2 separate regions of the Culex quinquefasciatus genome follow, and region 1 is linked to region 2. Evidence: chromatin contacts called from public Hi-C data. All regions are on one chromosome and are shown on one strand. Each heading gives the region's core, a stretch centred on a gene start, on an enhancer-like site or on the middle of the called end of the contact. The rest is flanking DNA. Distances are from core to core; before and after follow the strand shown. Region 1 holds the start of LOC6049260 (transcription factor GATA-4). Region 2 holds the start of LOC6040673 (GATA-binding factor C).

Region 1 (3,487 bases), core at 22-2,521, 450 kb before region 2:
TTGCACCGTTTCCTGCCCGGAACTCCTACACTTTACGTCACACTACCCGCTTCCAATGACACAAACCCCGCAACACCAACCGCTCTGATTTGAATACAATCCCCGCGATGCACAATCGAGATTATCAGCTTCGAAAATCAAATTACGCCGCCGTCGCCACCGTCACACTCACCGTGCGTTCCGTATCCGGTCGGGTAGTACCGTCGGTGGGCTGCGGCCGCCGCTCCGTTCTCGAACCGATAGAACGCGTTCATGTCGGACGCGTCGCCAACTCCGGCCGCCGCCGCCGATTGCTGACCGAGCGAAGCGGCCGCAGCCGCCGCTGCAGCTGCCGACGGCCCCAGCGAACTCTCGGCGGCTAGCCGCTGGTTGTCGTACCAGCCGCGAGCCTCCACCGCCGATGCATCCATCATGTTGACTTGGGGTTTTTTGTTAGTCTTCTTGTTCTACACTGCACTTTTTCTGGTTGTTGTGGATTCTTGGTCCACTTCTTCTTCCTCTAGCTTTTGCCGAGTACCACTTCACTTAGTCGCTAATCAATTCTTTGTTTTCCGGACGGCTTCGTCTCAGCTTGCACAACGGAACTGCTGCTGGAGCGAGCCCGCTGGATGCTCTTCACCGTGAACTCGCTTGCATCCAGCATCCAGCTCGTCGGCCGTTTAAATCGTTTCAGCTTGCTGGCGAACGGCTCGGTACGCACTTTGCATAAGCGCCATATCTCGGTGTTTGCACCACTGCTGTACGGCGGGCTTGACCAACTTCACCAACTTCCACACGTCAACCCACGAATCTATTCAATCCAGTGTTTGATGACACTCTGCGCTGCGGCGTCTATTCACGATTTTAATGGATTAACACTTAGCATGATTAAAGGCGAAACGGATCGCCTGGCAATCGTGCCCACTCAAATACCCCTTCCTGGACACAAATACACACTCGTCGAATCTTCCTCGCGCGCGCAATCGGAGCTCCCGCAACCCAAAGGATACCGTCACACTGCTCCGGGAGATAGATGTTTATCCCGAGCGCTCACTTTGTTTTGTTTGCTGCGTGCTCAGGTTCCGTACACCCCCGAAAACCCCGAAGATTCGAATCGCGCAAGGTGTCTCTGAAGAAGCAACGCCACAAAGAAGAGAGGAGCGCGACGATCGTGTCCTCAGCTACCTTCGAAAAAACGCTCGAAGTAAACGCTCGCACAACACAGGAAAAAAACCGCGCAACCACGACGACGGCCTGGGGTCGACTGAAGGCATTAATTGTTGAACTATGGTTGTGTAACACACCTACCCATTCAGACCGAGGGAGACCGAGCCCGCAGCAACCCACACAACGGCACCACAACACACCAGCAAACCCAGCACCAGAAGCCCGTGCAAGCAGCCCAGCAACCAACACCGAGGCAAAACGCCAGTCACGAACACATCGATATCGCAGTAGGCTACCCCGACTAGCAGCGAAACCACCGCGCTGCACCGGAGCACCAGCGAAACCGGCTGCTACGGTTGGAACTGAACGAACTGGCAAAAGGGAACATCGAATCGAAAGGGGCGGAGCGCCAGCGCACGTCACATCACATCGGCTCACCGTTGCTCTTCGCCGTACACGTTTGCTTGTGTTGGTCGAGGGCGGAGTCTGACGTATTCTCTTTTCTTTCTTGTTTTTCGCTGGTAATTTCTTCTACGTTGTTTTCTCCCGTGCGTTGGAGGACTCGCTGTGGTTGAGCTTTCCTGAAGAGGACCTCGTTTGTCTGTCTGTTGATTCGTTGTGTGTGTTGAGCTTGTGCAGTGACATTGGCCAAGTTGCAGTCGCATAATGAGGAGGAAACGACGTTTCACCCCCGCTTCGGACGACAACGTTGTTTGACATGTAGCAGCTTGATGCGTCGTGTCGTCGTCGTCGTCGTCGCAACGGACAAGAAGAGGACTCGTCGAAGAAGGGGGAAAATGGAAAACAATAAGATTTTCGTTTCGTTTCGTTTTGTTCAAACTGTCAGAGTGGGAAAAAGGGAAAACGAAAGGGGAAAAGAAAGGGGTTCTTTTTGTGGTGGCGATGAAAATGTGTGTTTTGACTGTCGAATGTGTTAATTTTGGGCAGCCCAGGCAAACAATTGTCCAGAAAAGGAAGACTTTCGGTGTCCAATTGAAATGAAAATTCATGCGGCAAAGACATTGTGTTCGAGGGTGGTGGCTTCTGAGGTGTGATTCAAACGTTTTTTTTTTGTTCCGGAGGGAAAAAGTGGCGTCTTCTGGCGTCGTTCCGCGTCGGTATAATCGGGTACAATTTTACGCGCCATTTAATTACAAATTTTGTTCCCCCGCGGGGTGTGTGTGGTGTGGGATGACGAATAAAGTGCGGCCATAGTATAATGCTGCAGTCTTAAGTGGTGAATAGAAGCGTGGTTTTATTTGATTTTTTAATTTTTATTTTTTGGATTGATGTGAACGCGGGAGATGTGTGTCAGAGTGTGCGCTTTATTTTTATTAAATTTGGTGAAATTTAAGTGTGCTGGGCGGTAAAATTTTACGGCTCGCTTGTAAAGTTTATGGCGATGGTTTTAGAATTAATAAGTTAATATCAAACGCTGCTTGGTTGCCGACGGTGAACAACGAGACGATCTAGTGTTTATTTTTGAAATTAATGCACTTGTGAGCAAATGATTCAAATTGAATTATTGTTATTTCATGTATAACGACCGTTTGTTTCTGCTAAAAGAGCATAACAATACAAATTTAAGTGTGTATTCGCTGTAAAATTTTATTTCAAGTTTACAATTATTACAAATTGACCTTAAAACAACTTTAATATTTCATTCCAATTTGCAGCAATTCAATTTCATCGTTTTAATTTGTTTTTTTTTATTTTAACTAATAAAGTTAACGGGTTGAGTTAAAGTAATATTATGATTAAGGCTACCAACTCTTGCTGAGCAAAAATCCGTACACTTTGCCGATATGACACCATGGTATAAAAAAAACTGTCAATGAATTATTAAGATAAATTAAATTTAATAAATTTGAGAATTAAAAATATAAAACTGTGTTGTTTTTACAGCTAACAAATTTCACAAAATACTATCAGAGTGCTTATGACTTGCACGTTTAAAAGTATTTATAAAATAAACCGTGATTTGAATCAAATCATTATGTTCTTCATTTTTTTTTGTTAAACGTTTAAAAGTTTACGAAATGTCAAGTTTGCTTTCACGAATAATATCGTTCTTAGTGTTTTCGCGAACACTTTTCCAGAGTTTTTTTTATTGAAAAGATCCTATAACATGTGAAACACAACAGTTTATAGGACCTTTAAAAAAAACTCTAGATTTGTTAATTCAAATGTTCAAATGTTTTCACAAGTTTTAGAAAGCCTTTGGAAATGGATAAATATATTTAGTATGAAATTTCTAAAAGAACAATTCTAGAGTTTTTTTTTAAATCCTATTTACATATGAAAGACAATAGTTCAAAAACTCTAGAATTATTGATAATCA
Region 2 (3,519 bases), core at 395-2,894:
CCTATCAATCATCACTAATTACACACCTACAACAAACAATAACCGCAACGGGAGTACTACTTCAGCGATAGTGTAAACAAATGGAAAACGGATTATCTCACTCGATAAAACTGACCACCGATTCACCGATCGCCGCCGGCCCAGGTTGTCACAACCCTCGCTGTGACAGGGTGGCCAGGGGTGCAAACGGCAAGGGAGGGAGGGGGAGTAATCCAGCGCTCACCCAGCAATTAAAACTTGATTGGCGCCTATAACTCAATACACAATTGTATCGGCCGGTTCGAATCTCCACTGACCGAGGCGGCGCGTTAACCGTTGCGTTGGGTTGATTCCACCCGTTTCCACGGTCAATGAGCCACCGACGAAAAAAAAGAAGGTTTGTGTTCTTCGAATTTACGACACGGCCACAAATGTTTGGACCAGACAGTGCAATTCGCGAGGGCAATTGGGCAGGTGAGACGCTGTAAAGTGGAGCAAAACGCTGCAAAAATTCGGGCACCGTTACAGCACATAACCTCCGGAGTCGTAGCTCGGGCTCGGGCCTGTCAATATTGTTTGAATTTATGGCCAATCTAGCGTGAGCGAGCGGGTCTCCTCCGATAAGTGAACAGTTCCGATAACGATCCCAAATTGTTATAGCTTCATTCGTCCGTTTGCGCGGAGGTAGAGTGGAGAGACCCTGCCCCGACTACTACAGGTGTGTCTCGGCTATTGACGTACAAACACACGCGTGAAGGCCGAACGGCAGCGCCACCACTACCACAACCCACTGCGTCAAAAATATTTGGCAGTCTCCGCTACGCGCAAGGTGTGTACACGGGGCTCTTAATTACATCGTAAAGATCGGCCCGATAATCTCGCAGCGAAGACACACTAGATCCTGGATAGACCGTTCCGGAATAACTGTGTCATTACCTCGAATCTCCGCGACAGCAGCGACCGCTACCGTGTTAAGGTTCCAAATTCTTCCACGAGTTCCGAACTGTGCGGCGAACGCGGCGCGCTATCAACGTACAAGAATCTTCGACCTGAAAGCCGGCTCTCGCCGATATCTTCACGGCGGATCTTCGCCTATTCACACTGAACGATTATTGAGGCTGTCACTACACTTGTCACTGCAATCAAACTGACCTAACTGGAGAGCGTAACGCGCACCCGTAACGCCCGCGTAAGGTTCCGGCTTCCTGGTACGGACACCCCGAACGGACTACGCGCGTGGAACCATATGGCGAAGGAGCTGTCCCTGGGCGAATCGGAAAATCTCAGACGTCAAACTCTGCTGGAACACAGGAAAGGACAGAGGACAGACCCGTTGAGCCTAGGTCTGGAGCATTGTTTTTGTTTGGATTGACCGAGCTGGCACGGATTCCAGGGGGGGCACCTAGAACGCGAACGCGTCAAATCCCTGGCGTGAGTGTGAGTGTGTGATGCAAAAGTGCAGTGTGCGGGCAAAAACCGAACTTTCCAACATAAAAGCGCGCAACCACGACAACGGTCTTAGACCGACTGAAGCTAGCCCCCGTAGAGGTACGGCTGTGCAACGCACACTACCGTAGCGCGCGCCCACACGGCACGGATCCACCGTTGTGCATCCAGAATGTGGCCGCAGCCGGAGCAAAATGTGCAGAACCCCCTCGTGCCTCACGATCTGAACCTGGTGTGAGAGGTTCGCCGAAAGAGGAAGTAATCGCAACCTGCCCGCCAAACCTGTATTAGTGCCACGAACCTCCTATCTACACTGTAAACACAGTGCGCAGCAGAGGCACAATAAAAACACGGCACGACGCGCCGTAACGCACACAGTCAAACCCCCGCAAAAGGGCGTGGTCACGCCGTATCCGTACGCAGCACCAACACAACCGTACCCCCAAACGGGGCGTCTCCCAGCCAAAACCGGTCTTGTCGTGCACACGAACGAACACAGTGTGCAACGAACGCGCCGAACAAAAAGGGAATTTCGCTCTCGCAGCCTACTCCGATGTTGCATGGCTGTGTAACGCCGCCGTCTGGTGCGACACACGAGGTGTCGGTACGATGCGTTCGCCGATGACAATGAACTAATTGAATTGTGTTGTATCGATGGATCTCGTTGTGTTGTACACCGGTGTCCTAACTGGAGGAGTTTGACAATGTGCGCGCGGCACCTCTCGAATTAGAGGGCTAGCAGATGTCCCCGAGCTCCGTTCAAGTGAGTTCCCCTCCCTCAACAATAGGGTTTGAACTTCATCGAGTCGGGTGAAGCGTCGTTCGCCTTCTTGTTAGAGTGTCTCCAAGAAGAACAGAGCAGCAAAAAAAATGATGAGTTCGCACAATGTGTCTGATTGACAGCGTGTCAAGCACCACGCAAGGGTAGAGAGTGTAGGTGGGCTGTGGAAGTGTCTTCAGCGAGACCAGCAGCATCGATAGCCTCGTATGCAAGAGCCTACTGCGATGTTATGGATGAAAACAGGAGTCAGCAAACGCGTGCGGGATGTAACGTCGCGCAGAACACAGCGCTCGGTTGATGAAGAGTTGTTACTCCAGACACGTCCTTATTCGGTGGCGTTTTGCCACTTTTGGCGTGGAAGGGGGTAACCGCAGGAGAATGGAATGGATCTAGATTGAATGGGGAAGGAATGAGAGACAAACTTGCCAAACCTGGACTGATTTTCATACCATAACGCAATTTAGGGCCAAAAGATCGTAACCAGAGTTTTTTTTAATAGGTATAGGACCAAGAACATATGAAACACAATAGCTTATAGGACCTTTTAAAAAAAACTCTGAAAATAAACTACTCAAACTCAACAAATTAGCGGGATTGTTCCATGAGATGCATGAATCTCTGAGATTCTTTACATTCAAATAATCCCCTAAGTTGACTTTTCACTTTTCAAAAATTATATTTAAAATCAAAATCAGAACAAAAAACTTTTTTTTAATTTAACGGGAACTATCCACTCAAATAATGAAAACTCTTAAAGTTTAACAGGACTCAGAAAAAACTGTACCGTAAAACGGGGTGACTTTGATAGGTTTGCGATTTTTCCGCAAAATGAAGAGTACATTTAAAATACGTAAGGAATGGTTCAGAAACATACTGACCGTGGTAGAGAAGTGTTCAAAGTACTTCAAGAAGAACTTTTCATAAATTTTTGAAAGGTTTATAAAGTTAGTTAACTATAGTTAAGAAAATGTTGATGGAAGTCATTATTTTAAACTTCTCAAAGTGTCATGATTTTCTCAATGATCATGATTTTTAATCGGAAAATGGAATGCATTTTCGGATACTTTGAACAATTTTCCACTAGGAGAAGGTTAAATAAGTTTGTAAATAATAAATAATATGTGTTTTTTAAACACACTCAAAATTTATAGGCATTTTCAGTTGAACAAATTTCATGTAAAATTGAAAACTTGTGATTCGTGCTTCGAATTCAGTATAAAATGCAATAGAAATCGATAATTTTGTAAACAAAACTATTTTTAACAAATTTCAGGCGAAATTTCGACTTTTTAATTTTACCTAAAATTTATATG

Evidence for each region. Hi-C and Micro-C count contacts between places; a contact is called where the count stands out from the background.
Region 1: a contact with region 2 is called in a Hi-C map of whole body, with 9 times the contacts expected there. The contact joins the promoter of LOC6049260 here to the promoter of LOC6040673 in region 2. A contact is called at or near these places in 2 of 2 Hi-C or Micro-C datasets (both in whole body).

What each region holds. Positions count from the first base shown.
Region 1 is chr1:42,703,701-42,707,187 of VPISU_Cqui_1.0_pri_paternal, reverse strand. It overlaps LOC6049260 (transcription factor GATA-4), which reads right to left and starts at 1,271. Exons shown (of 7, transcript XM_038266851.1): 1 at 173-1,271. The coding sequence starts at 413.
Region 2 is chr1:42,257,664-42,261,182 of VPISU_Cqui_1.0_pri_paternal, reverse strand. It overlaps LOC6040673 (GATA-binding factor C), which reads right to left and starts at 1,644. Exons shown (of 8, transcript XM_038252301.1): 1 at 916-1,644.